Regions from separate parts of the Mus musculus genome. Here regions 2, 3 and 4 are each linked to region 1. Evidence: chromatin contacts called from public Hi-C, HiChIP or PLAC-seq and promoter capture Hi-C data. All regions are on one chromosome and are shown on one strand. The core of a region is the stretch at or near the end of the contact, and the rest is flanking DNA. Distances in the headings are between cores, read along the strand shown. Region 1 holds the start of Pigq (phosphatidylinositol glycan anchor biosynthesis, class Q). Region 2 holds the start of Rps10 (ribosomal protein S10). Region 3 holds the start of Hagh (hydroxyacyl glutathione hydrolase). Region 4 holds the start of Spsb3 (splA/ryanodine receptor domain and SOCS box containing 3).

Region 1 (6,988 bases), core at 2,118-4,617:
ATAAAAAAATAAAAGCGAACCAAACAAACTTGTTTCGGGGCTCAGGAAAACTGGATGCACACCTAGATCACTGGTCCTAAGGCTGCGGGTAAGGCCTGCTTAAAGGAGCCGCTCCTCCTGTGACACGGACCATGTCCTCCTGTTGCTGCTGCCACAAACTCATCAATCCCGAGCTCCGCCTAAGTCAGGATTTGAAACTCCACCAGTTCCCATCCTGGAAAACTTGGTCCTCCAACCTCCAAGAAATCCTATATAAGTTTGCTTCTCACTCAGTTTTCTGCTACTTCTAGCCCAAGCAGAGGTAGCTGCCATCTTGTGTCTTTCCCAATAAATCTCTTGTATGAGGCTTGTTGTGTGGTGTGACTTTGTGCTTGCTATTCCTTGGCTCCAGACTGCCAGGACACCTTTGCCTTCAGAGCTGTAACACAGAGACTCAGTCTCAGAAAGTAAGTAGAGAAGAGGCTGGAGGTGTAGCTCAGTGGTAGCGGCTCTGCTCTGCCCTCTGCTCACCTGAGGTACCTCTGGGTAGTACTCCTCTTTCTCTGGAATCCTTGGCAGACACCCCAAGATGGGGCTCCCAGCAGAGCAGTATTTCTCTCCATGAGAGAATGTCAACGCATTTTCTGTGAGGGAACAGCAGCCCTCCTGACCTCTCAGGCTCTTGGTGTGAGCATTAAGAACCACCACAGGGGCACCACCACAGGGGCTGGAGAGATGGCTCAGCGGTTAAGAGCACTGACTGCTCTTCCAAAGGTCCTGAGTTCAAATCCCAGCAACCACAAGGTGGCTCACAACCACCTCTAATGAGTGAGATCTGATCTGATCTGATGCCCTCTTCTGGTGTGCCTGGTGTGCTTACATGTAATAAATAAATAAATCTTTAAAAAAAAAAAAACCACCATAGTAGCTACAAATCCTTTACTCTGTGGACCCCACTCTGTTCCTTCCACAGAAAAGGTGCTGTTTGGAGATTGTGGGTGTCCTCCACTTGTGCCTGCTGATCTGAACTGCTGGAATGGTTGGCAAGGTTCAAGTGCCTACATATGCCTTTCTTTAGTCAATACCGCATCTTGCCCATGTGAAGTGAAGGACACAGCAACCATGAACAAAGACCCCATTTTTGGATCCTTTCCTGAGGGAGGCCCAGATCTTGGGCTGAAGCCTAGTTTCCTGGTCTAGTGTCTGCACAAAACAATTGGAGTCGAGGGGATAGACAGTGACACAAGTGGTGGTGGTAGCTGGCCCATAGACAAATGGCCAGAGCTTGAAGGATCCAGGTGCAGCTGCTCCCTTCCTGTCCAGCCCAAAGCCGTCACATGGACAATGTGGCAAAGCTTTTTGGTTTTGATATTGAGGACTAGACCTAGGGTCTCATATGAACTATAACCCAGCCCAATGCTGAGAGGACTAATGGGACCCAGCACTGTAGGACTTCCAAATGCTGGTGCTGATTAAAAGAACAGTCCAAGCCTGAAAAAGCCGTTAAAGAAGTCTCGGGAAGCCTTTCCATAGAACTCTGAGTCAGAAGTCTCCAGGAAAACAAAACTCCAAAGAACCCGGAGGAAGCAGGCAATTGGTAGGTGTCCATAGGGAAAACCTGACGCCCAACACTAGGGCAGGCTAAATCCCCATAGCCAGTGTCAAGAACCAATTTCTCTTGTCCCTTCAGTAGGAACTGACTCCAGAAGGCCATGACATGAGGCACGGCTAAAAATACTAGAGCCATTCCGCCTGTAAGAGCCCCGGCGGGTCACTGTCATAGGGAACCCTTCAGCCCAGCCCAAACTCTTGTTCAACAACTTTGTAAGGACACACCAGCTCAGTGAAATATCATTTGACTCTCTGGGGGAACACTTCACATGAACTAAGGAAAAATGCTCACAACCGTGTAGGAAGAGAAATGCCCTTGATCTAATTATAAACAGATGTTTCAAAGGTTGGTTTGGAGTCTGCTCACAACTCGTGAATCCACTGTGCTATATACACACTGTGTCTATGCACATCCTCCTTGTGGAGTATGCTTCATTTACAGTTTACCTTAAAGCAAAAAAGCTCGGGTCAAAGGAAAGAAGGTGCAAGGCAGAGAGAGGTTGGAGCTCTGATCTGTGGGGTACTGAGAGAACTCAAGTTGAGGCAAATCCCCACCCTCACTCCCATCTCAGCCTCCGGATGCACTGAAGTGTAAGAAGGAGTGTGCTTACACTGGGCTGCTGGGATCCCAGCAGCAGAAAATGATGATGAAAGAGCAGGCGATCGATACAAGAGGTGAGAGGCTGGAGCGAGAAGGCAAAAACCTGGGATGCGTGAAGGCCTTTAAAGATGCTGATTAAAAGAACAGCCCAAGCCTGGAAAAGCTACCTTTGCTAAGAAGGAGTCAGTTCCCTCCCCGACAGCCCATTCCCAGGAGGGTTAAATAAGAGGCCCCAGGAAGTCTCTTCACAGAACTCCAAGTCAGACTTCAGCAGCAGAGCTACTGCTTACTTCCCCTGCAAGGAACAGGCTTGAGGGATGGCCAGCCCAGTTAAGAGAGACCTGGGACACATCATAGCTGAAACATTACTTTGTGAATCTTTGAGAGGGTTCATATTTACCCCACGTTCAAACAACAACAACAACAACAAAACCACTTTTCTGACTAGGGATGTAGTCAGTTGGTATGGAGCCTACCTAGCCTGCACCAGACCCTGTGTTGAGTCCCCAGAACCTCATAGACCAGTAGTAGCAGTGCATATCTGTAATCAGGAGGTGGCCAAAGGACAATCAAAAATTCAAGGTCATCCTTTGCTACACTAGGATTTTGAGGCCAACCTAGCCTAAAAGAGAACCTGCACAGAAACACATTTTCCGCCTCTGTAAATGCTTTCCTTTTTCATTTCAAAAGGAGGGGGTAATCTGTTTCTGATCTTTACTGGAGTGGATAAATATGAGCCTCTCAGCCAGTGCCCCAGGAATCTTCCAGCCAGTTCCCGGCCTGGAGGGGAGGAGGGGCCTCTCGGTGCCCTCAAGTTCCGGAGAGCAGGCCCAGACCCACAACGGGTGCCGCTGAGCCTGGAGGTCAGCTGCGTGGGTGGCCGCCTCTCCCTCTATCCCGGCCTCAGGTTTCCCATCTCAGAGTCTTTAGGACCAAGAGGCCTGCGCTACCTCGGGATTTCCTCCTCTTCCTCTCCCGGCCCCGCCACCCGCTAGTGCTCACCAGCTGGTCCCCGGGGCCGCGTCCCCGAGCGGTAGGGAAGGAACTGGGTTGGGCACTGCGTTCGGCGGGCCCGGGAGGACGACCGTGCTTGCGGCTCCCAGGCCCGCCGCGGGACATCAGCACCATTTCCGCCGGCTCCGCGGCGTTGTCGCGCGACGGTCCGGTCCCCAAACATGCCCGGGCTGTCCATCGCCTGAGCCCGAGAGTTCCGCGCGCGCGGCTCCTGTCATCAAAGCTACCCTCGCTGTAAATATCCTGAAAGGTCCGGTGGATCCAGCCTTTGAGGACCATGGTAGCCGCTTTGTTCTTACCGCCTGGCCTCCTAAACCCAGGCCCTTCCATCTGTTTCTATCCATTGCGAGTAGGGTGCATGCAGACCCGTGTGGGCCGCATAGTCTGAAAGCAATACCCCTAACAACGCAGTAACTAGTGTTTATTGAGCATCTACTTACAAGCAAAGTTTCTTTCATTGTCCATTAATCCCCCACAACATAATGAACAGGGCATATTGATTTAGCCTGCAGGAGTGACATGTGTGTTGACCTCAACGTCCAGATGACAGGCTGGGTGCCACCCCACACCCTAAAGGAGCAAAAGCAAGGAGCTTTTTCTTGCTTCTTCCCACATGAAGAACATGGGTGAGACCAGATTCTCAATGAGTAAGCTCTTCAAACACACACACACACACACACACACACACACACACACACACACACCCCTCCCCTTCCAGATCTCATCTGTAACATGGGAGGAAAGGCTACTGTTTTCCTGTCTTGAATGGAAGGGTATGAAAGAACCTGTGCTACCCAGAACCGTCCCAGCACCCCACCTAAGTGCTCAAAAGTGGTTTGGACCTGGATTGAAGGGAAAACTGAAGGTATCTTTCAAAACAGGGAGTGTCCAGTAGAGGACCTGCCCTTGCTATGTGCCCTACCAGGACACATGTTGGCCTTACCCCTCTGATTTGCCTACTCCTTACCTCTCTGTTGGGCCCAGAGTGCTGTTGGAGGCTCAAGAATGGGAATATTTTTGAAGCTGGGGGGAACACTAAGGGACCACACCCTTCCCCTAAACTGCCCAACCCAGCCTAGCCACACCCTCCCTGCCTGCCTGCCTGCCTGCCTCTGATTAGGATGTAGGGGTTGGACACCTGGCAGGAGATCTTGCCTAGCTATCTGCTGGCAGACAGCCTCAGCACCCAGGATCTATAGCTTCAAGTGTTGCCTCAAAGCTCAGGCCTCCCGAGACCCAAGCTAGCAGAGCCAGGGACTGAGTGGCCCTTGGGTTTTAGGGGCATGAAAACCTATGAGCATACTTAATAGGGAAGTGGAGATGGCCCAGTTTAGAACCTCATCAAGAAATGGTGATTCATGGTTTCTGTGTAGACAGGGGCACTTGCCAAGAGGAAATCACAAAGCCAGCTAAGACCAGGTATCAGGAAGACGGCTCAGCAGGCCCCAAGGAGCCTACCAACCTTCCATGATAGTACAAAGGACTCAGGCCCGGCCAGTCCTAGCAAGGGGCAATTTCCCCCAGAGCCTACCCCTCAGGCCATCTCCCCCAGATACTGGTACAACTTGATGCAGTTGTCCCCTGCATCTGCCACCACTAGTTGGCCCTGGGGTGCACAGGCCATACCCAAGGGCCTCTTTAGTCCCTCCAACTGCAAACAGATGGGTGGCCCAACCCGGGGAAACAAAGTCACTTGGTGCCTCTGCTCATCAGCCACAATAATGCTACCCTCTGCATCAGAGCACACACCTGCTGGGTGGCCAAAGTTATGCCCAGTCAGGGTTCCTAGGGAGCCCAGAGGCTGGTGGGCACTGCCAAACAGCTGTACATCCCCAAACTCTTCACTCACAGCAAAGCCCCCATCAGGCCCTGGACCTACCCAACAAGGGCCCTCCAGACCTAGCATGGAGGTTGGAGCAAGGGGCTCCCAGGTTGGTCCTAACATGAAGCTGTGAACAGTTCCAGGCAAGTAGTCTGTCACCAGGAAGTGTCCAAGAGCATCCACAGCCAGCCCTCGGGGGGACAGGAATGTGCCTACAGTCACCCAGCGGCCCTGGGGTTCCCGGGAAGTGTACTGGAGAGCATACACAGCCCCGTGAATGAGGTCACTGACCACCACAAGCCCTGCAGCTGTCACCGCCACATCCTCTGGGACAAAGGCTCCAGTTCTAGGAATGCAGCAGGGTAGTTGACAAATGGAGCGTCCCTCAAGATCCAGCACATGGACACAGGATGCAACACCAGCCGTCAAGAAGAGCAGACCATCTGGGGAGCAGTGCAGGCCTCGGGGGCTCCCTGCAGCCCCTGCTGGCACCAGGATTTGTCCCAGCAGGCGAGGCTGCCGAGAGCAATTGGCATCTCTAAGTTGGTCCAGCCTGAGATCAAGATGTCAGGGGTAGGTGGCTGGGGTAGGGGCAGCCCAGGAGGTCAAGGTGTCAGGATAGATGGGAGGCCAGGGGCAGCAAGCAGTCGCGGCCTTGGCTTCTTTGCAGCTGCAAAAGAGTTGGAACATCCATGCATGCAGATGGTGGCTCATGGGCACTAGCACCCTCCCGTTGTAGATGAAGAGCTGGGGAGTGGGGGTGGGGGAGGGGGAGGGGGAAGGGGAAGGCTGCTGCATTGTATCTGAGTGCTCACCTGGTTCCCAAGAGCAGCAACCACACAGGTGTCTGGGTGTCTGCAGCAGGGGTCTGAGAGACACCACACACTCAAGAGGGGCGGAGGTTTACCTCTAAGGCTCAAATCGCATGCAGAGCTGTGTCCTGCCTAGGGAAGGAGGAGGCAGATAAGCTGCATTCCCCAGCCCTGGGATGACTCCTTCACTGAATGGCCTAAGCTCCTGTTAGTCCCCCACTACCATCACCACTACCACTACCACCACCACCACCACCACCACCACCACCACCACCACACACACACACACACACACACACACACACACACACACAGCCCCTCTGCTTCAGCCAGGGAGACATCTAAACCCCAACCTCCCAGGGCTCTCCACCAGCTCCTCATCCCTTCCACAGAGATCAGGATATGATACTTCTTACCTGGGGCTAACTGGCCTCAGGGCTTTAGGTCAGGCCTCTGTTGTTGGAGACAGCCTGGGTGTTTGGGGAGGGGCGGGAATGGGGAGGACGGCTAGGGGAGGAGTCATCAGACAAGTTTCCTGCAGGGACAAATTGAGCTGTTTGGGCTGAGTCCCCAGTCTCCAGGCCTGCACCCTCTGGCTTGGGTCTACTGCTTTGACATAGCTCCATCGGGCAAGACAGGAGGCACCTCAGTCCTCTACAACTATAGGCCACCCCTCCAAGTAGGACATTTGTGTCAGGACCACATCATTTTTGTTTGTTTGTTTGTTTTGTTTTGTTTTTCGAGGCAGGGTTTCTCTGTGTGGCCCTGGCTGTCCTGGAACTCATTCTGTAGACAGGCTGGCCTCAAACTCAGAAATCCACCTGCCTCTGCTTCCCAAGTGCTGGGATTAAAGGCGTGCGCCAACACTGTCCAACCCAGGACCACATCGTGGTCGCCCTCTTGTCAGCTCCACCAAGAAGCTGAAGTCAAGCTGGTCCTGCCTCTTCCTGTGAGTCTAGTGCTGCTGCTGCTTCCCAGGATCAGAAAGCAGGGTGGCAGGTACAGGGGGCGCTGAGAGGACGGTGCCTCAGACTTAAGACCTGAGGTACCTTGGACCCCTGGCTCTGCCCTCAGCGGTGCCCCAGGAAGCCTCCAGGTCAATGGTGCCCAGCTAGCTTTTGTCAGCCTTGGCCTAAAGCCCCACAGCAC
Region 2 (6,988 bases), core at 2,336-4,835, 1.7 Mb after region 1:
GGGGCCAACAGAACGCTGCTTTATTACAATCGGAGACTACCCTGTCCCCTCAGCACCAGGCAGTTGCTGGCTCACTTCTGTCTCCAATCAGGGTGCTCACGGGCCCCACCCTCTGCACGAGGATTCCCTCAACCATAACTGTGGAAGGTGTTCATCTCCAAGTACCAAATGCAGAAAGGATGGTAAGAAAAGCTCTGCACACATCCCACACCTCAGTCTTCCCTGTATTTTCCTCAGGAGTCAAACCGGCTCTTCTAGGTGTTTGCTTGATCCTCCCTCCCATGAGCCTGCTTCTCTGACCCACCTGCAGCACTGTTGCACCAGTGACAGTGGGAACTCAATGACAAGGGCATCGTGGAGATGTTCTCAACCCCCACAGGTGCCCAGCACACCTGGCAGGCTCAGGGCAAGCATTCTTTCTCAAACACTAGGTCCCACGGGGTTGACAGAGGGATGTCGGCTGAGCCCTGCCAACACTGGCCTTCAGTGTTCCAGCACAGGCCTCCCTCTAGTTCCCACACCAGGACCTTTCCTGGCTGCCTTGGCAGCAAGGACTGCATTCCATGGAGGGCTGCTAAGAATCTGAGTTCAACCCCAGGCAGAGGAGAGGAGATACTCACGGGGCACAGCGCTCCTTCTGTAGGTGTCTCTGTCAGCCTCCCCTCTTGTGAATCTTGCAGGTCGCTCACCCTCTGGACCTACAGAAACCAAAAGATATTGTGAGTGCAGGGCAGCAAATGACTGAAGAGCAGGAGAAGCTGGCAGTGCGGTGTGCTTCCAGCTCTCTCTGGGAGCCAGACTATAAAGGAGTATCAGTCCTTCACACCCAGAACAGTGCCACAAACTTTGATGTCCCCACAGGAAATTATCACTACCAGTATTTCGGTTCCTCACATCTTGGTTAAAACAAGCTGGGTGGTGGTAACAAGCCTTTAATCCAAGCACTCAGGAGCCTGGCACAGAGTGAGTTCCAGGACAGCAAAACCAACAAAAAACCAGACCACAAGCAAGCAGCCAGTGGCAGTTCAGTCCATAAACGATGCTATGAAATCTCAGAGACCTAAACTTGACCACAGATTTCACTGGGAAAAGACACAATTTTCAAAGTTGTCTCCATACCTCCACACACCTTCCAGTTTACCCTTGCCTCCCACACACCCCACTCAGAGGGACTTACTTAGCACATATCCACCTAGAATGGTTTTAGAGGGGATCTGGCTCTATAGCCTAGCCTGCCCCTGCTTCCTGAGCGGGAGGTAGGATTAACATTTTTACCTGGAAGGTTGGGTGGGTTGGCACACACCTTTAATCTCAGCACTCAGGAAGCAGGGGCAGGCAGATCTGAGTTAAGGCCAACCTGATCTGATTTAGGACAATCAGAGAAACCCTGTCTCAAAGTGCCCAAATTATTGCCACAAATTTCTAATTTTTATTTTTTGGTTTGACTTTATGTGACTCACAAAATATCACTGTATAGTCAGTCCTAGCTGTCCTGAAACTCAACAGCGCCTCTGCCTCCCAAGTGCTGGGATCAAAGGTATGCACCACCACGGGCTCCTTAACGAACTTGGTTTCACCCAGGGTATTCATTCAGCAGAGACACAGACCCCCTAACTGCTAGGATCCCTTAGGTGTGCTCTGCACAACTTCCTGGGCTAAGCACTCTCCAGGAAAACCCAACTGTGTTCAGGAATATTTTTACCCCATCACTTCAGCCTGTAGATACTACATTAGTTCAAGGGACTGCAGGCCAGCAGTGATCTCAGGAACCAGGGACGTTCCAGACACCCCCCCCCCAAGCATACCCTCAGGTCATGCTTATACACAGCTGGCTTCTCCCTCCTCCTCCTCCTCACTTCTGTTCCCCTGGCCAAGTAAATACACAAAACCACTCTGCTTGACAGTGCTCTGCCACACCACCGGGTCACACTCAGGCATTGGGGGAGGCTGTAGCCATGAAAACTGTTCAAATTCAAGGCCATCTCACAGAATTCTGGGATATCACCTGAGATCTTGCCCTGACACCACTGTGCTCTAAGAACATGCCTAAGCAGCCGGGCGTGGTGGCACACGCCGTTAATCCCAGCACTAGGGAGGCAGAGGCAGGAGGATTTCTGAGTTCGAAGCCAGCCTGATCTACAGAGTGCGTTCCAGGACAGCCAGGGCTACACAGAGAAACCCTGTCTTGAAAAACCAGAAAAAAAAAAGTCTAAGCTGTGAGAGGTAGAACACACCTGTGACCTCCAACCCTCAGGCTGAGATGGGATCAGAGATTGTTTAAAGTTCCCAGCTATATAAGGACCTCAAGGCCCCTCTGGGTTTCATGAGACCCTATCTCAAAAGCAATTGTGCAACCAATACACCCCCAAAAAACGGTTTCTGAGGCGGCCCTTGGGGCAATCAGAATCAGTACCTTTGGGCCGAGGCCTGCCGGTCTCGGGACGGCTGCGACGCAGGGTGGCGGGCACGATCTCCGGGGGTAGGTGCAGGTAGTCTCGGAGATACTGGATGCCCTCGTTCGTAAGGTACCAGTAGAAATGTCTCCAAGCAAACTGTTCCTTCACGTAGCCTCGAGACTTGAGAGACTGCAGGACATAGACACATGTCAGTCAGCAGCTGGCTCCTCGGGAAGGGCAGACCTATTCCCACCTGTGTCCCTCTCCACACCTGCATGGCCTTCATTACATGAAGGTTGGGCACATTTTTGTCTGCCAGCTCCGGGTGCTTAGGCATGTGGACATCCTTTTTGGCGACCATCACGCCCTCCTTAAAAAGGAGTTCGTAGATGGCAATCCGATTCTTCTTAGGCATCAACATCTGCAAAAAAGACGTGACGGTTTAGCATCATGGCCAGAATCCAAATCACCACTGTCACAGGGTGAAAACGCCAGACAGGCACCATAGGGACCAGGTCCCTCCACCTCCACAGTTTGGAGGAAAGCTACCAGGAAGTTAATGCAATAGGGTCACAAAAGGCACCCATGTATCTGCTGTCACGGCTCTCACAGCCAAGTGACTGGGGGTGGGAGGTAGACACAGAACCTTGTCAACCATACTTGGGGGCCATCAGAACCAGAGGTCGTACCTAGAGCAAAATCGGGGGACTCCTTAAAGAATACAAGGAGGGGCCAGAGAAAGGGCTCCACTTCCTGCGCAGAGGGAGCACTAAAGTAACGGGCTCGGTGCTCCCCTGAAAAGTCCTCCCCAAAGGTAACGCAGAGACCGGAGGGTAGCAGGGAGGAGAGAGGGGGTCTGCCGCGAAAGGGACGCACGCAGGCGGGAGCCGAACCCCTGGCCCGGGCGCTTCCCGCCACACGTGGCCTTCAAACTCCTCTCCTCCACCCGCCGCCATCGGGACGCCGGTCTTCTTCAGTCGACTCTGAGTCGCAGAGCTGCGTCCCCCCACAAAAGCCCTCTGGGCACGGCGCGGCGAGCGGCTGGAAGGGCGAGTACGGCCTTCGCCTCCCCCGGAGGACGCGGGCCCTCAACGGCAGCGCTGCGGCCCGGATGGCGACAGATGGAGCCCGGACGCCGGAGGAACTCACCGCGGCGGCTGCAGGGTCCGAGGCGGAGGCTGGAAAGGAAGGGGCGTGCGCGGCGCAGCGTCTCTTCCGGGCTGCGCGGCTCCGCCTCCCTGCAGGACCCGCGCGCTGCCTGGGGTGCCCTCGGCAGTGCCTGAGGAGTGGGGACGGTGCTAGGACGCATGTGCGAGCCATCCCGCTACGCTTCCCGCCCCCTCCTCCACCCCGCCCCCACCTGGAGATTGCTAGCCCGTGAGTTGTGTCCGGAGCTGGGGTGCAGGCGCTTGGTGCAGAGAGGCCGGTCCGCATTGCCCGGTGGGGATGGAGGCGGAGGGCTAAGAGTTCAGGGATAGATTAGGCCAGCCTGAGCTACCTGAGACCTTGTCCCGGAAGGACAAAAAAAAAAAAAAAAAAAAAAAAAAAAAGCATACATGGCTGGTACACTTTTTACACATTCCAGACTCATTCGCAGGAAGAAACTGACATCCCCATTAACCCTGCTTATACTGGAGTAAATTTTACTTACGCTTCGTAAAGCCTCTCAAATAAGAAATGTTAGTCATGCTGGGCGTGGTGGCGCACGCCTTTGATCCCAGCACTCGGGAGGCAGAGGCAGGCGGATTTCAGAGGCCAGCCTGGTCCCCAAAGTGAGTTCCAGGACAGCCAGGGCTACACAGAGAAACCCTGCCTCGAAAAACAAACAAACAAAAAAAGAAATGTTAGTCATCAGGCAGGGTAGCGTCCAGGCGAGACACATCCAAGTAAGACCCTCCCTAAAAAAAAAAAAAAATAATAATAATAATAATAATAATAAATAATAGTAATTAATTTAAAAGGCAAGGCATGATGTGCAGTACGGATGCAGAGGCAAGCAGATCTCCCTGAGTTCAAGCCCAGCCTGGTGTAAACAGCGAGTTCCAGGCCAGCTAGAGGCACAGTCTCAAAACAAAACCAGCCATGCCCAAAGAAATGCACCCCACCTTGTTGATTTTAATTTCTAGTTCTCCTTTACCTGTCTGACTAAACGGTTTCTTTATTGTGTGTGTTCGCTTATTGCAGACAAGGTTTTGTTCTTGCCTCTGCCTCACAAATGCTGGCATTGCAGGCGTGCACCACCATGCCTGGTTGATGAGCTGTCTTCTCAACACCCCGGCCACAAGCACGAAGCCAGCATCAAATTAACTGACCATGCGTGGTGGCAGCACCGGAGGAGGTGAAGGACTGCCTCACCTCTGGTTGGGAGGACAGCTCCTGAAAATACTCCTTACAGACAATTTGTATTGTGTTGACATTTACTGTCTGTCAATCAACACGAAAGCCAAGGGGAGGAATTTTTCTCCCCTCCCCCGCCCCCATGCTGCTTTAACTTCTGTCTTTCCACCCACCGCAGGTCTACAGTTGTCTGATGGGGGACTGAGATGGGCTGCCACAGTCTGGTCCTGCTCTGTAGCCTGGGCTGCGGTCAATCTTGAGATCTCCCAGCCACAGCCTCAAGTGCTGAGAAACCAGGTGCGGCTGTAAGCATCTAAAACAAGATAGTTCCAGGCGGAGTCTCTGACTGGCCGGCTGGAGATGAGGCTGGGCTGGAACTCCTAGCTACCCTCTGCTTCTGCCTCCCACGCTGCTGTTAACTAATGGGCCCTCCAGTTAGCTCATCCCAGGAAATCCATAAAAGCCTTTTGTTCCTGAGGACTCTGCTCTCCTTTGTGACCTTTGCCGGCTCCATCTGAATCTTTCCCGACAACTGTGCTCCCCAACCCCCACGCTTGGCTTCATCTCAGTTGTATTGGTTTTGTGCCAAGAGCTCCCAAATTTCTGGTGATGTAGGATAAATATCTTGGGATTCCCTGGCTACCTTGCAACTGCCAGACACCCAGGCCCCAACACTGGGCCTAAAAGCCGTTTGGGCTGAAGTGGATAGGAGCAATGCATGCATCAAGCAATATATATTTTTTAAAGATTTATTTATTATATGTAAGTACACTGTAGCTGTCTTCAGACACACCAGAAGAGGGTGTCAGATCTCATTACAGATGGTTGTGAGCCAACATGTGGTTGCTGGGATTTGAACTCCAGAACTTTGGAAGAGCAGTCAGGTACTCTTACCCATTGAGCCATCTCACCAGCCCCAAGCAATATTTAAACCCATAATATGCCAAGAACATACAAAGAAAATGACTGGAGCCTGGTAGGAGCGAATAGCGGAGTGGGAGTGGGGAAGCCAAAGCCTACATAGAAGACTCAGAAGAGGGAGGAGGCAGAGAAGGCTCTGTGTGGTAGAGAGCCAGGGTGACAACAGCCAGGACAATGTGACCTCGGCCGGAGCGGTGAGAGTCTGTGGCTCAGCTGGCACCATCCCAGCTTAGCCCTCAGGAAGCCCTGAGTGTTGTATAAAGTATAAACCTGGTGTGCTGTGGCTAAGACCCGGTCACCGCAGCTCTTGAGAGGTGGAGGCAGGAGGCCGGCAAGTACAAGCTTATCCTCAGCTACAGGAGGTGGGGGGGTGCCGGGGTGGTTAAGAGCACTGACTGCTCTCCCAGGGGTCCTCTGGAGGATTTCAAACAACAGCAGACGTGGTGAGGTATGTTTTAAAGAGACTGCCTTTGTAAGACAAACTGTAACAGAATCCTCTAGTGGACCCAAGTCAAAACACAACAAAGCTGCCCCTGAGGTTTAGAGAAATACCAGAGTCTCCCCTCAGTCCCTATGCTAACGGCTCTAGCTCTGGGTGCAGTCAGGAGCTCTGGAGCTGGCTCTTTACTTCAGAGCCTGAAGGCTCGTCTTTTATTATTATTATTATTATTATTATTATTATTATTATTATTTTAGCCGGGTGGTGGTGGTACAAGTCTTTAGTCCCAGCACTTGGGAGGCAGAGGCAGGAGGATTTCTGAGTTCAGGACAGCCAGGGAAACCCTGTCTCATTAAGAAGAAGAAAGAAAGAAAGAAAGAAAGAAAGAAAGAAAGAAAGAAAGAAAGAAAGAAAGAAAGAAAATAAATCTTAAAAAGAGAGAGAGCTGGTTCTTTCCCTTCAGCGTGGGGGGCAAAGGGTCAAATGGTCAGGCTCAGTGGCTCAGGGGCTCAGTGGCTCAGTGGCTCAGTGGCAAGTGCCTTTACCCACACAGCTACCTCAGAGGCACAACCATTGCAGTTTTATCCAGTGCTAGAGACTGAGCCTAGGCTTTTATGCTTGCCAGGGCAGACATATCTACAGTTGGCCTGGCACTTGTCTTCCTTCCTTCGTTTCTTCCTTTCTTTTACAGACCACGGAGTTACAGACAGATGTGAGCTGTCATGTGGGTGCTGGGATTTGAACCCAGTCCTCTGGAAGAGCACTTAGTACTCTTAAACAATGAGCCATCTCTCCAGCCCTGTATTTTTTTTAAATTGGTATGCAATATACAATACACCCCAGAGAGTTGCAACCCTTTGGGGAGGAGAAGTTCACATATTAGATATCCTGTATA
Region 3 (6,988 bases), core at 1,594-4,093, 1.1 Mb before region 1:
GCAATATGAACACACCCTTTGACTTTGGGAACCCAGCCACAGCAGTTAGAAATTAACAGCGTGTTGATTCCACAAGCAAATCCTAATGTCTAAAATCAGAGGGCTAACCTGGACTCACTCATGATCAATGAAAATCATATTGCAGAGGCGCTGACTGATGTGGAAGTCACAATAGCTAGGATAAGCATCAGGTAGGAAAATGGTATGATGTAGTATTTAGCTATTCTTTCAGCAGCAGTCAGGCAAATAGGGAGAGGATCATGAGTTACAGGCAAGCCTGAGCTACATAGTGAGACCCTGTCTTAAAAAAAGGATGTGGAAGCAAATTATTTTAAAACAATATTTATATAGACTTGGAAGAATTTATATCAAATGTTTAACTTCGACTGTCTCTGAGTAGATGAACCATAAGGTGTTTTGTTCCTTTCCCACCTAATATTCCTCACTCATCTATAATAAACATTGATTGCTAAGTAATTCAATAAACTACTAGAAGATAAAAAAATGGAAAACTTAGGTCAGGTGGTTTATGAAGTTCAAGGTCAACCTGAGCTACAATAGTGAGACTCTTAAAAATCATATTTCATATTTATCAAATAGCACTATGGGACCTCATAATAAATAATTAAGCATGGGGCTCACAGAATACCTAAATGCTTAAATTTTCTTATATATCTACTTATATGACACTACCTATGCTGTAGTTAAAACTTCAGGTTCTGAGTTTGTGACAATTTCATTACAACTTGGCTCTACTTCAGTTCTATCTTCTAAGTCTGCATTGTCATCAGAAATAATAATAATGCCAGTGGTATAGCTTTGCAAAACAAACAAAAAAAACAAACAAGAAACCCAGAATACACAGAAATATGGAATGAACTATGGTTGGCATATTGCCTTACAGTAATGATAAACTACTAACAAGATGTAACATGCCTTCTTAAAGGGACCAGCAGGCTCCTATGTACCCTCTCAGCAAAAGCCACTATCTAATTCTACAAGACTCCACTAGGCCCTGACAACTGTGCTGTGCATCCTGACAGGCATTTTATCAGGGAGGGGTGCAAGCATGAACACACACAGCATCTCCAGGCTTGTCAGTTCCCTAGGGCCTGTGTCTTTGAGGTGGAAGTATTGGTTTATGTGGTTAATAAGTTAAAGAGGCACAGTGCTCAGGAAACCAAAGGCCAAGGTCCTAAGTCCCAGAGGAAGAAGTGCTCCCCACCCTGGGAAAAGAAAGTGCTCTTTTCAGTCACACAGAAATGGTCTTTATTTGGAAAACAATTTCAAAATTATCTTCCAAACTCAGAAGCCACACCCAAAGTAAACAAGGCAGGGCTGCAGCAAGAGCTCACTTAACAAAATTCTTATCTGGCTTTGAGGTGGAGGACTTTCCCAAGTAAAAATCAACTGGAGTGCTCTGTACAAACAGCTTTCCTAAAGGCCAACAGCATTAATGAGTTACTTCCTTTGCACTTTTAAGTCTGGAGGTATAGACTTCAGAATGATTTATTGAAAAGTCTATTCAGTTCAGTTTTAGAAAAGAAAACTACAACTTCTCAAAGTTTAGTTTAACATTGCCCTCTTGGGAAGCATTCTATATCCTTTAGCTTCGTTGTTCCTGTTTCTATTTCAGTCCCAGGTCTTTTAGATCACGTTATTTTTTAAGGATTCATCTTTTTTGACATGTCTAGCATAATTTTTAGATTTTCATTATTAGTGTCATTTATTTCCCTTGCTTCTGTCTCCCTTCCCCTTTGGCACTCTACTCTCAGTATTCTGATCTTTTCACCTTGAACCTCATACTAACCACCCCATCTATGCCGGCCTCGATCTCATCGTTTTCTTTAATTGGCCCAACTCCCTTTGGAGTCCCGGTCAAGATAAGATCTCCTTCTTCCAAGGTTATTATCTTAGAAACATAGCTGATGATGTAGGGGATGGAAAAGATCATAGATGATGTTTTGCCCTCCTGCCTGAGCTCTCCGTTGACCTTGAGCCACAGTCTTAGGGCATGAGGGTCAGGAATCTTCTCCTTGGGCACGAAGGCACTGACCGGGCAGGAGGACGTAAAGCTCTTAGCCAGGGTCCACGGCAGCCCCTTCTTCTTGCACTCCTCCTGCACATCTCTGGCAGTCATGTCCAGGCACAGGGCATAGCCGGCCACGTAGTCCATGGCTGCAGCCTCCGGGATCGCTTCACCACGCTTGCCCAGAAGCACTCCCAACTCCACCTCGTGGTGGAGGTTGCGGCAGTAAGCGGGCATTAACACCGGTGAGCCCTCGGGAGCGTACGCGGTGGACGGCTTCAGGAAAAGCACAGGCTCACTCAGCACGGTGCTGCGCATCTCTTTGACGTGATCTGCATAGTTCCTCCCCACGCAGACGATATTCTTGCCCCACTCCCAGAAACGAGACAGCGGTTTGGTGGAAGCCATAGTACAGCTTTGGGTCATGTGACCACCGACTCCCCCGGACTACGGCGGCCTCCAGAGGACTGGCTTCGGACGCTGTCCAGGTCGGAGCGGCCCCGCCCTTCCTTGCGCAGCAGCGGGACGCTGAGGTCAGCGAAAGGTCTCTGCGTGCAGGCGACTGCCCCAGAGAGACGAGGAGGCTCACGCTCAGCCTCCTCCAACACCCACTTGCAGACCGAGTCTACAGGCCAAGGCTGCTAGGGCAGCTAGGGAACATTTTGGGGGGGGGGGGCAGGAGCTACTACTGATTGGCTAGGGGCGGCGCGGCGGTGCGAGACAGGCACTGGTTGGCTGTGAACTCTATGGGCGGTCACTGATGGATTGAGGGCGTGGCATTTTGGTAAAGAGCAGGAGTTGGTTGGTTGGGAGCAGTAGGAGGACGACACTGATTGGTTGCAGTCGCCAACGCCAGTGTTGATGCCCACGACGCTGGTGTTGCGGACTCCGCGACCCGGCTGTGCACCCCGTGGGTCATGGTGCTGGGTCGCGGGTCGCTGTGTCTCCGGAGCCTGTCAGCGCTGGGAGCCACCTGCGCGCGCCGTGGTCTGGGTAAGTGTGTCTAGGTACTGACGCGGCGCGGCCGGGTGCTGGAGGCCGGACGTCGGTTGGGCGAGCCCTTGCTGTTTCCAGGCGCAGGTGCTGAGCGCCGCCGGGCGGGCGAGAAGCGGGGCCGGGCGTGTTGAGGGCCTTGGAATAGGCATCTGGCGCTGGAGGGGTTCGTGGCCCGGGATCGAGGCAGAGGGCTGGCACCTGCTCCCTCCTGGCCAGAGTCCGACTCCAGTTTTGGGGTTGCGACTTTAGTTTTTAAGTCGGCTTTTCCTCTTAACGTCTGATGTGGCGACAGTGGGTTGCCAAAGCCCCGGAGCTGGCCAGCCTGAATTCAGCTAGCCGGGAACTTTGGAACAATCGTGATTGAAAGTCTATGAACCATCTTTATTAAGAAGTCCGCTCGTTGAGAACAGAAGTATGGGTCTCCATTTAAGGGATACCCCTTAGTGTCGCTGCTGAAGGCTGTTTAAGAGCTAGGCGATTTAAGAGCTAGGTACAATAACTACTGAGCAGCCGCTCAGCTTTTGGTGCCGCAGAAGCCCTCCTGGTGAGAAGAGGCAACTCTGAAACGTTTTTTGACGTTTGAGCAATATAAAACGTGTCTGTGGATTTGACCTCAATTCAAACAGAATGTCCCTAGTTGCAAACTAAGGAGCTGGGAGCGATGAATTCCTTCCATAGGAGTGATCGCATCTTCTTCAGAGCAGTCAGGCTCTCTTCCGACTAGAGTGGGTTGAGCACTGGTAATAACATGATCTTTATCCATGCAGGTTTGTTGTGTTTTACCAGGAAGTACATAAAAGGGCTCGTATTCACCTGTTTCTCACCCTCCGCTGTCCATCGGCGTGGATAGTGCTAGGGCTTAGGGGAATTCAAATATTACAGAAACCTGATCTTATAGAAATGCTTATTTTGCTGAACATGAGAAGGGGTCTGGAAAGTGCCCAGCTGTTGTGCCAAAAAAGGAGAAATGGGGAGCAGGGTTGTGACAGAGCACTTCCCTAGAATGCTTAAAGCCCCAGCACCACAAATTCAGACAAAAGTACAGTGGAGTCCCTTGGTCATTTGCTGCCTCCTTGGCCCACTCCAAGACAATCCTTCGGTGATAAGTTCTCTGCCCCTCATGCTTGAGTCCCAAGCAGCAGTTTCTTCTTTTCAGGAGCTTGCACTGTGTGTTTTCCATTATGCTGGCCATAGCTGAGAAAATACTGTTCTCTCCTTGGGCTGGAGGCCTGAGAAGGGCTGAAAGCTTAGAGGATTTAAGTCCATTAGTGCAGACGCCATGACTGGAGAGTGAGCGGCCATGCTCTGGTGCCTTGTCCTGCCATCTTTAGGCCTGAGTCACACCACAGGCAGGTAACACAGCCTGTATGAACTCTTAAGAAGAAATACCAAGCTCTCAAGTCTAGGGTGAGGTGTAGATCTTTCGAGTTGCGAGTAGGAGCCCCTGGGGTTCTGTCCCTTCCCCTGCCAAAAAAAAAAAAAAAAAAAAAAAAAAAGAAAAAAAGAAAAAGAAAAAGAAAAGAAAGAAAGAGATGGAGACAGAAGGAGTCCTGACTTGAAAGCCAGCCTGGACTACACAGTGATTTTGGTCTAGAAAGGGATACAGAGCAAGATCTATTAAAAAAAAATCAACCAATCAGGCTGGAGAGATGGCTCAGCGGCTGAGAGCACTGACTGCTCTTCCAGAGGTCCTGAGTTCGATTCCCAGCAACCACAAGGTGGCTCACAACCATCAGTAATGGGATAAAGGGCACTCTTCTGGTGTGTCTGAAGACAGCTACAGTGTACTTATATACATAAAAATAAATAAACAAACCTAAAAAAATCAATCAATCAAGCCCCAAACCTAAAAAGTACCCCCCCAAAAAACCCCAAAATAACAATTCTGTACCTGGGAGAGGCTGACTTACGTGGTCTCTGCTTTCCTGAAGGATGTAGTGAAAGGATATTCCCTCGCCGGAACTTCAGAAAGCCAGCTGTTGAGCCATCGGGTATGAGGGGTCTGGCCGTTCTGAAATCTTGGTGAGGTGTCTGAGGTTCCTTCTGTGTGTTTCTTCAGGTCAGGCCCTGCTGGGACTATCTCTGTGTCACTCAGACTTCAGGAAGAATCTGACTGTGCAGCAAGACATAATGAAGGTTGAACTACTGCCTGCCCTGACTGACAACTACATGTACCTGATCATTGATGAGGACACCCAGGAGGCCGCCATCGTGGACCCAGTGCAACCACAGAAGGTATGTGCGGCTCTTCCTGCCCCCTGCACCCTGTCACCTAGTTCAGTGTTCATCCACTGGGTTACGACCACAGTCTTTATGGCTTTGTGGAAGCTAGGTGGAAATTAGTTTATCCAAACAAAGTTGTCAGCTGGCAGTGGTGGTGTGTGCCTTTAATCCCAGCACTCAGGAGGCAGAGACAGCTGGAGCTCAGAGATCTGGCCAGCCTGGTCAACAGAGCAAGTTCTAGGACAATCAAGGCTACACAGAGAAACCCTGCCCCCACCCCCAAAAAAAAAAAAGAAAGAAAGAAAGAAGGAAAGGAAAGAAAAGAAAAGAAAAAATCCCTAAACCCAAACAAACAAAAGCAAAAACAAAACAACAAGAAAAAACAAAGTTGTCTAGCCTGTGGTAAATGGGGTAGTGAGAAGGGCACTGGAGACCTCAGGCTACTTTGGCAAGCCAGACACCCACTGTTAAACCTCTGTCGGAACGAATGTGAGTCCTTAGATCAGGCTAATCGTCCATGCGTGCCCCAGTGCTGTGGGTCGCTTCGGTCGGAGCTGCTGGGGCTTGGGTAGGTTATAGGTGATATAAGTTGACAGAGAGAGGAAAAACCTTTCTGCCTGTTGTCTGGAGTGCGGTCAGTCAGCAGAGGTGGGAAGAGGGCTGGGCACCCTCTGCAGGCAGTTGAGCCAGGCCCAGAAGTGTGACCGGCCTTTATTCCACCTTCCCCGTGGCTATAGGTTATAGAAGCTGCGAAAAAGCACCGTGTGAAACTGACCACAGTGCTCACCACTCACCACCACTGGTAAGTGCTCAGCCTGCAGAGATGCCTGCGGGTGGGGCCTGTCATTCCCCTGGGAAGTTGCTGGACTTAGATGGAGCAGGCCCTTGAGCAGGAAGGATTCTGAGAATACGCCAAAGCTCCTGCCTGTAGCTCATCTTTTGGCTATTTTGTGAGTTCTTCTTTCTACCACCCTTCACCCTTTCTTCCACACTTTCAACTCCCTAGCACTAGACAGGAGAGAGAAAGGATAAAGGGGCAGAGGGTGAAGTTGTTGTTAGACTACTTCCTGCTGATTAGGGGCATTGAGTTCCTGGGGCAAGTTTGGTCTCTTAGCCTACAGAATATCTAATTTCATCTTCTTGTTGTTTCGTCTTTCCATATGACTACTTAACAAACCATGACCAGGGCTGGAGAGATGGCTCAGAGGTTTAGAGCACCAACTGCTCTTCCAGAGGTCCTGAATTCAATTCCCAGCAACCACATGGTGGCTCACAACCATCTGTAATGGGATCCAAATGCCCTCTTCTGGTGTGTCTACCCTCTTCTGAATGTCTGCCCTCTTCTGGTGTGTCTGAAGACAGCTAGAGTGTACTCATATACATAAAATAAATAAATCTTAAAAAAAAAAACAAAAAAAAAACCATGACCAACAGCAGCCAACAAACCACCTACCAACAGCAATCCCCACTAACATTTATACACTGTCTGAAAAGTTCCCAGAATTCCAAACATTACCCACTCATAGAAACTGCTGCTGGAAAAGCAGGCCTTTGCTAGAGCACGAGACAAATCCTAGTCACCTTCTGTGAACAGTTTGAAGCAGCCCTGTATCTGACACCTGGGATTAAGACAAAAACACAGTCTTACAGTATTTGTGTTTTTAAAAAAAAAAAACCAAAAATTTCACTACACCTGCCTTCTTCCTCTTGGGCCAGTGACCTCTGGGTTCCACTAATGCG
Region 4 (6,988 bases), core at 2,321-4,820, 1.1 Mb before region 1:
CAGTCCTGAGGGCCTCTGCTCCCAAAGGTCCTACAGGCATGCAGCACCAGAAGGCTGCCAGGCGGTCAGGAGCACAGGGCAGACATCCTGTGCACAACTCTCTGGGCTATGGACGTGAGTGCGGAATATGCAGTGCTTTTGGGAAATTCCTGGATGAAGTCACGCCCTTCCTCCAAGCTCCTGGTAAGTTGGGAATCCAGGGGGACAGAGCCTGCAATGACAAAGGCCAGGAAAAGGCTGACAAAATGGCTCACTGGGTAAAGGTGCTTCGGCCAAGTGTGATAAGCCAGGTTTCATATCCAGGACCTACATGGCAGGAGATAGCAGACCTCACAATCTCATCTCCCCATGGACACTGTGCATGCGCACACCCACAACCCCTTCCTTAATGCACAAACAAGAGGAGGCCTAGCAAGAGCCTGAAGCAGGTAAGGAGTGTCAGCTGACCACTCATTTGTCAGAAACTCAAGCTTGGCTCTCCATGACCTCCCATAGGGAACAATGTGGTACAAGTGGTAGGAGCCTGGTATTCTTGACACACACACACACACACTCCCAGAAATGTAGCTGGGTGTTGGGCAGCCCAGAGAAACCTCAGATTGGGCTCTTATATAGAAGGGAGGCCCACCACACCAGTCAGACTCATGGAGAAGCCCCGTAGGTGGAAGTTGGGGCCCCAGATGGCCTGCTCCTGACACTCACCTAAAAAGGGAACTCCAGCCAGCCGGGCCAGCTCCTCCCCACTGCCGCTGGAGAAGACATTGGTGCACTCCTAGGAGACAAGGGCTGTGAGGGTCCAGCTCGCAGACCCACTCACCATGATGAGACCCGTAGCTAGGGTAAGACCCACAAGTGGTCCAGGAAGAACGCCCAGTAAGAATGTCTTCTCTATCCACAAAGTTACTTACCTGACACTGGGACCTGTGGACAAGAGACCTACTTTCTCAAAGTCCCTGACTACCTGACCTGTCTTGTCCTCCCTCAGACCTTGAAAGATGCCCACCCATCTTCTAAGACTCACAGCGCAGTGTGGGCAGGTGAAGCCGCTCATGTTCTCTATGACCCCTATCACCTGCAGCCCAGTCTTCTTACAGAAGGTCAGCTCCCGCCTCACATCCCCAATAGACACCGCCTGTGGATCAGAGGAGGGGCCAGTCAGCCACAGATGAGGCAAGAATCAAGCAGAGAACATGGCCCACTACAGTCCATTCCAAGCTCAACCAGGGTGGATAGACAGATACACAGACAGACACAGACACCCATGCCCAGGTAGGGTTGGAAGAGTTGCCAGTAGTACCTGTGGTGTGGTGACTACAAGAGCCCCAAGGGGCCTGTAGGGGCGCAGGGCTTCCATAGTGGCCATGTGCTCATCAGAGGTCCCTGGAGGTGTGTCCACAACCAGATAATCCAGCTGCCCCCAGGCCACGTCAGACACAAACTGCTTTATCAGTGCTGCAAAGACCCCAAAGCCCAGCAGTAATCCCTGAGAAAGGGTTAGGAAAGGAAAGGCCCATCTTGTCCAGCCCAGGATCTCCATCAGTTGCTTCTGGGCAGCTCCCAGGGAACCCTGGGGACATGTGCCACACACGGCAGCCAGGGCCCGCTGATCTTCGAGATAACATGGCAGAGCTTCTGGGGTCCCACAAGCTCGCCTTGCTTTCCAGCAGCCTTACCACCTGCTAGCACTCAACTGTCTGCACACTCCACGTGGCGGGGTGTAGCCAACTCCCATTGAGGCCCCAGGTGAGGATGCAACCTAGACTCTAAGGGCATCTGTGCCCTCAAGCCCAGAGAAAATGCCCTGGCTCGAGCACCTTGACAGCACATCCAGGACAGCTAGCCATTAAATCTAAGTGTGTTATTCTTCCCAGGCAGTCTCTCATGGCAGCTAGGATGGTTCAATGTTACCCGCTTAAAGCTCAGCACTGGGATCCACTGCACACTGTGCGGCCTTAGACCCTTGGCTTGAGTGAGGGCCCGTAGGGAGGGTTCTCAGAAGGGAGATCCCTTCCTATCTAAGGAGTGCCTGATGGCTTCACAACAAATGCAGAGCACAGCTTCTCCCTTGATCTTGGTCTCATGTCATATTCTCCATCCAGAGGCTGGGAGAAACCCAGAGGTATATATACCCTGAAGGGTGGACATCTATGCGCAGTAGAAGCGTTCCAATGGGAAAGAGACTCCAATACAGGCCAGGGCCAGCTTCTGGCTTTATCCAATGGCAGTAGGCACGAGATGGGGGAAAGCGGCCTCAGTAAAGAGGCACTGAGGAGTTGGAGGAAGGGAGGAAGCACTGCTTCTCACTAAGTTCTTACCATGTTTCTTGGGACCTCTCCACACCACGGCCTCATCAGGGTTTTCCAGCAGGAACCCCACAGACATAAGGGAGATGCTCTGCTCCTGATCCACAAAGACAGGCACCCAGCCATTGTCACACTGGTGCACGGCCTTGCCTTGTGCACGGAGCATGTGTGGTATGCTGGGACCGCACAGGTCCACATCTAGGATTCCCACCTGCAAGGAGGAGGATGCTGAGGGGTGGAAAGAAGTCTGCCAAGCCTGTTGGGAGCTAGGGACAACAATGAAACAGGTGTCAACCCTGGTCCAGGCCTCACCTTCTTGCCCTGGTGGCGCAGAGCCAGGGCCAACTCCGTGGAGATGGTGCTTTTCCCAACGCCACCCTTTCCAGAAAGAACAAGGATGATGTGTCGCACCCCGGCCAGGTTCCCGGGTTCTGGTGAGAAACAGGAGTTGGGGTGTCTGAGAGAGCGACAAAGACAAAGGCACGCGGGTAGGTCTTCTAGAAGCCCCAGACCTGTCTCAGCCTCACTTCTGTCTGAAGTGGAGCAACTGAAGGCACGTGCACACGTGAACGCTCACTTCAAACTGCCAGCTAATTTTAACAGACACAGAGGAAACTAACAGAGTAGATGATCACAGCTAAGCGACACCCGCGCACAAACGCAGACTCCACACTAGAGACTTCCAGTTCTAGGGAAGCAGGGCCCCCAATTCTCGGAAAGGCGTGAGGCTGAGGTCTTAGAGCAGATATAACCGCCGATGTGTGCATCGCGACACTCGGCTAGCTCAGTAAACAAGGGGACATGGGATGCTTTGGCGTGGGCCTGCACGCGGTTCGCCTTCAGACTTTCCCAACCCCTCGCGTTTGACCGACCTGCACGCTCACCGGCAGCAGCCTCCATTCCGCTACTAGTTGCTTTTCGCGGCTCTCTTCCGCTTCCTCTCCAAACTTTCGCAGCCTTTGAACCAATGGTGACAAGAGCCCGCCCCTTACTCATTTTGAGAGGTTAGTCATTCACCGTCCAGCCAATCAGATCACCCAAGGAGGTCCCGATCCTGGCAACTGATGATGACGCCACGGGCACGGACACACTTCCTTATATTTGTCCAATGGTCATGCGAAAGTTTTTTTTTTTTTTGACCGCTCTAGCGAGGGCCAATAGAAACTTTGGTTCAGGATTGACAGTTTGTGCAAGCCTCTTGACAGCAGTCCTGTCTCGCGAGACCCGCCCCCGCGCGAAGCTGCCATAGAGCCCGCCTTCGGCTGCCGGGCCAATGCAGGGCGGGGGCGGGGATTGTTTGCGTCGCGGCCGGAACGGAAAGTGGGTCAGCGCCGGGGGAGCTTTTTGGCCGCAGGTGAGCCGCGCCGGCCCAGCCCGGTCAGGCCCGGCGGCCGGCGGGTTGACCTTGCAGGCGGTCAAGCCGGCCACCCGTTGTTCCCTGGCGGTGGCGCTCGGGAGTCTGGGCGGGGGCCTCGGAGTCAGGCGTCAGGGACGGCATCGCTGTGGCGAGATCCGCGAGCCTTTGGCGAGGGAAGCAACCTTCAGCCCCGCGGAGGCCGAGCGTGGCTACGTCCAGGGACATCTCTGGTTCATTCATTGGGTTCCTACTGTGTGTTCTTATACGGCGCTCAGCCAACCCAACTGCTGTGGAGTGCTGTGCGCGGCCCCGCCCGGCTTCTTTGTGGATGGCCGGGGCGAGGTAGGGTAGTACAGTGGGTCTACAGGGGGACAGGAGGCAGCTAGGACAGAGTCGACTATTAGACAAAGACAGTCCACTCGGGAGAGGAGATCCGGACCTCTCAAAGCCTTTCATTTTGTCCCAAGAACGATGTCAAGCCAGTGAGTTTAAGGTTGTATCAAAGACTGAGTTTGTAGTGTGCAGAGCCGGATGGGTGAGAGGGAGTTGTGTGGTGCAGGAAGCGGTGGGGGTCTCCAATGGCAAGGAGGGGTGTCAGGAGTGGATGACAGCGGTGTTTCTGGCATGAGGAACTGGATGCTGTGGATGCCATTTGCCAAAGTGGACCGCGGAGGAGGAGCAAGTTAAGTGTCAAATGCCTGAGGGGCAACAGCTCCTGAACAGAATGCAGAGATGGGCTGGGACACATCCAAAGTCATGGGTGTCTGGGTTGTGTTTCACACCATCGCCCTGGGCTTGATTGAGGTGCTCAGATACTCGAGCCAGGTACGAGCTTGTGGGAGTTTCTGGAGCTCAGAGCTCAGTGTTGAGGGCTTGGAGTCCCCAGCCTTTGGTGGATCCATGGCTTAGGCTGCCAGGTAGAAGTGGCAGGGGGCAGAGTTGTGGGGTGTAGATTTGGGCCTTGTTTGGACATTGATACATTACATGTCTTTAAAGTTACAGTTATTTTTTTCCAGGTTCTCTCCACTATGGCCCGGCGTACACGGAGTAGCAGGGCATGGCATTTCGTCCTGAGCGCAGCCCGCCGAGATACAGATGCCCGGGCTGTGGCTCTGGCAGGCAGCTCTAACTGGGGCTATGACTCTGATGGGCAGGTAGGTCGAAGTGGCAAGGTGGGGATAACCAGTGTCTATGTTGGGTGAAAAAGACACTGAGCCAGGCAGCTGAGCTGTGTCCTGGTATGTGGTGCTTTTTGGTCTGGTAAAGCCTGAGGTATGTCAGGCCTCAAGACAAGAGACAGGGATCGAAAGTTCTGGATAGTGCTGGTTACTGTACAATGCTTGTTCACCAGGCCTGCCAATTTTATTATTGTGTGCCACAGTGAATGGGTCAGGAGCCTTGTATGTGTGTTCTATCTTACACCTTTATTTGGTATCTGGGGAGCAAGCTTAGGTTGTCCGTGACGTGCAGTAGCACACATACATATGCTGAGCCATTTGGATCACCCTGGATGTTTTTGTCACACAAATGCTGTATTTCATGTGTGTTGTATATGATAGGATCTGTGATCTTTTTTGGGTTTTTGAGACAGGGTTTCTCTGTATATACCTGGCTGGCTTTGAACTCAAGAGAACTGCCCAAGTGCTGGGATCAAAGGCATGTGTCACTATCCCTGCTGGTTTTATTTTCAGAAATGGTCTCACACTGTAACACAGGCAGGCCTTGGACGTGAGACAGTTTATTGTGTGTGGGCACACGTGTAGAGGTCAGGAGTCGCTGGAGTCAGTTCTCTACCATGTGATACCCTTAGGGTCATCAGTGCATGATTTTTCTTTATAATATTTATAGTTCTTGAAGTTCAAATGTCCTAAGACTTCCTTTGTTGGAGTCTCTGAGCACAAGGTAGATACCCAGCCCAGTGTGCCTGACTTGGCTCCTGGGAGTAGGTGGCTACTGACTTGCTGGTACCAGACTGGTGTTCTGGCTCTGCCCTGTACTGCCTCTACTCTGATGTTACAGCTCTCTGAAGCCGGGTTAGGGTTACAGTTAGGCTCCCTTCTAGAAGCCCATTGGATCACCAGATTATAAGGAAAACTTGATTTACTTACTAGGTCAGCAGTGCCCCAGGCCCTTCTTGGGGGCTTTTGAGCTTGAGTCAGCCCAAATTTTCAGCTACACCTCCAGTTCCTAATGATGCACCTGAAACAGCCTCAGTCATCACAGTGACACACGCATGCCTGTTGTCTGTCATGTGGCAGGTAGCTGTGGGTGTTCCTGGGCCTGGGTTGGGTTGAGCATCCTCCTCCCTTCCTCCTGTCCTAGGCAGATTGGCTTCTTACTCAGTGGATCTGCCTTGCCTCTAGAAGATCCCATCTTTGCCAGTGGGGTACAAGGTCTGCTCTGAGGTATGAGCCTTCCCTCCAGGCAAAGGAGCTGGTCTGTTTGGCTTCGGAGTGGCCTTAGTTAACGTTGACTAACCAAACTGGGGCTGGCTCCTTGTGGGTTATACGCCCCTATTTCAGCACACAGTACCCAGAATTGGATGTTGGTTTTCAGTCCCGACTCGGCTGCCTATTGCTGGACATTTCTTCACTTCTCATGATATTATACATCCACCATGATGGTTCTCCATCTCTAGACTTTTTGAGGCCCTTCCTGAGGAGCCAGTGAACTTGAAAAAGCACCAGAGACCAGAATGGTGGACACCCTGAGTATTGTGAAGAGAAAGAATACAGAGTGAACGTGGTCCAAGCTCCTCTTGGTGGTTGAATGCTTCCTTGTAGAGAAGTGCAGGATGGCTATATGGCTGTAAATAGATCTAACTTCAGGGTGGGTGTTAGAACTGTGATGTGGTCGCCATTAGAGGGGCTCCTGGACCACTGTGTGGAGCACAGCAGGGCAGCTCAGGAAGTAGAGGCCAAAACTTCAGGGACTGTCAAGTCAGCTAGCCTGAACCCTAGCACCAAAACAGGGATCCAAGGGCCTGCAGAGCAGCTGAATAGCAAGAGTTGATTGGTCAGTCAGTGGCTGGAACTTGACCAGCTCAGCTGTGTCCTCACCCCCAGCTAGGTTCTGAGGCCTGAGAGCATCTTTGGAAGAGTTTGCTGCAGCTTGGAGCATTAGTCCATTAGACCTTGTGGAGCATGCTTGCTCCTCTTGATTCCAGTGCCCTTGCAGGGGATGGAGACACACATCCCATGTCTTAGCCTGAGTGGAGCCAGATGCTAGACCTTGTTGACAGCAGCAGCCCTGGGCTTTAGGAGACCATGAACTACCCAGGGAAGACAGGTAGTGGATGCTGTGTGGCCTATGGTAGTCAGACCTTCTG

Evidence for each region. Hi-C and Micro-C count contacts between places; a contact is called where the count stands out from the background. HiChIP or PLAC-seq counts read pairs in DNA pulled down with a chosen protein or histone mark. Capture Hi-C pulls out chosen DNA fragments and counts their contacts.
Region 2: a contact with region 1 is called in a promoter capture Hi-C map of adipose tissue. The contact joins the promoter of Rps10 here to the promoter of Pigq in region 1. A contact is called at or near these places in 1 of 39 promoter capture datasets (frontonasal cranial neural crest) and 1 of 9 other capture datasets (adipose tissue).
Region 3: a contact with region 1 is called in a Hi-C map of B cells, with 6 read pairs. The contact joins the promoter of Hagh here to the promoter of Pigq in region 1. A contact is called at or near these places in 1 of 484 Hi-C or Micro-C datasets (B cells) and 1 of 9 other capture datasets (liver).
Region 4: an H3K27ac HiChIP or PLAC-seq map of embryonic stem cells shows a contact between it and region 1, with 4 times the contacts expected there. The contact joins the promoter of Spsb3 here to the promoter of Pigq in region 1. A contact is called at or near these places in 1 of 484 Hi-C or Micro-C datasets (embryonic stem cells) and 4 of 115 datasets of contacts at active chromatin or transcription factors (embryonic stem cells, large pre-B cells and pancreatic cancer cells).

What each region holds. Positions count from the first base shown.
Region 1 is chr17:25,938,622-25,945,609 of GRCm38.p6, forward strand. It overlaps Pigq (phosphatidylinositol glycan anchor biosynthesis, class Q), which reads right to left and starts at 3,368. Exons shown (of 11, transcript NM_011822.4): 1 at 3,194-3,368. Nhlrc4 (NHL repeat containing 4) reads right to left here and starts at 6,310. Exons shown (of 2, transcript NM_001039038.2): 1 at 6,256-6,310; 2 at 3,612-5,697. The coding sequence starts at 5,150. The coding sequence ends at 4,740.
Region 2 is chr17:27,631,659-27,638,646 of GRCm38.p6, forward strand. Rps10 (ribosomal protein S10) reads right to left here and starts at 3,586. Exons shown (of 6, transcript NM_025963.4): 1 at 3,546-3,586; 2 at 2,668-2,817; 3 at 2,414-2,585; 4 at 621-698. The coding sequence starts at 2,817. It overlaps Gm15420 (predicted gene 15420), which reads left to right and starts at 3,586. Exons shown (of 2, transcript NR_167724.1): 1 at 3,586-3,773; 2 at 4,912-5,210.
Region 3 is chr17:24,847,647-24,854,634 of GRCm38.p6, forward strand. Hagh (hydroxyacyl glutathione hydrolase) reads left to right here and starts at 2,844. Exons shown (of 9, transcript NM_024284.2): 1 at 2,844-3,022; 2 at 5,085-5,260; 3 at 5,986-6,050. The coding sequence starts at 2,947. Fahd1 (fumarylacetoacetate hydrolase domain containing 1) reads right to left here and starts at 2,656. Exons shown (of 1, transcript NM_023480.3): 1 at 1,250-2,656. The coding sequence starts at 2,455. The coding sequence ends at 1,772.
Region 4 is chr17:24,883,104-24,890,091 of GRCm38.p6, forward strand. It overlaps Spsb3 (splA/ryanodine receptor domain and SOCS box containing 3), which reads left to right and starts at 3,571. Exons shown (of 7, transcript NM_001163751.1): 1 at 3,571-3,657; 2 at 4,677-4,814. The coding sequence starts at 3,577. Nubp2 (nucleotide binding protein 2) reads right to left here and starts at 3,247. Exons shown (of 7, transcript NM_011956.3): 1 at 3,176-3,247; 2 at 2,616-2,734; 3 at 2,316-2,514; 4 at 1,298-1,452; 5 at 1,022-1,132; 6 at 703-772; 7 at 1-211. The coding sequence starts at 3,203. The coding sequence ends at 66.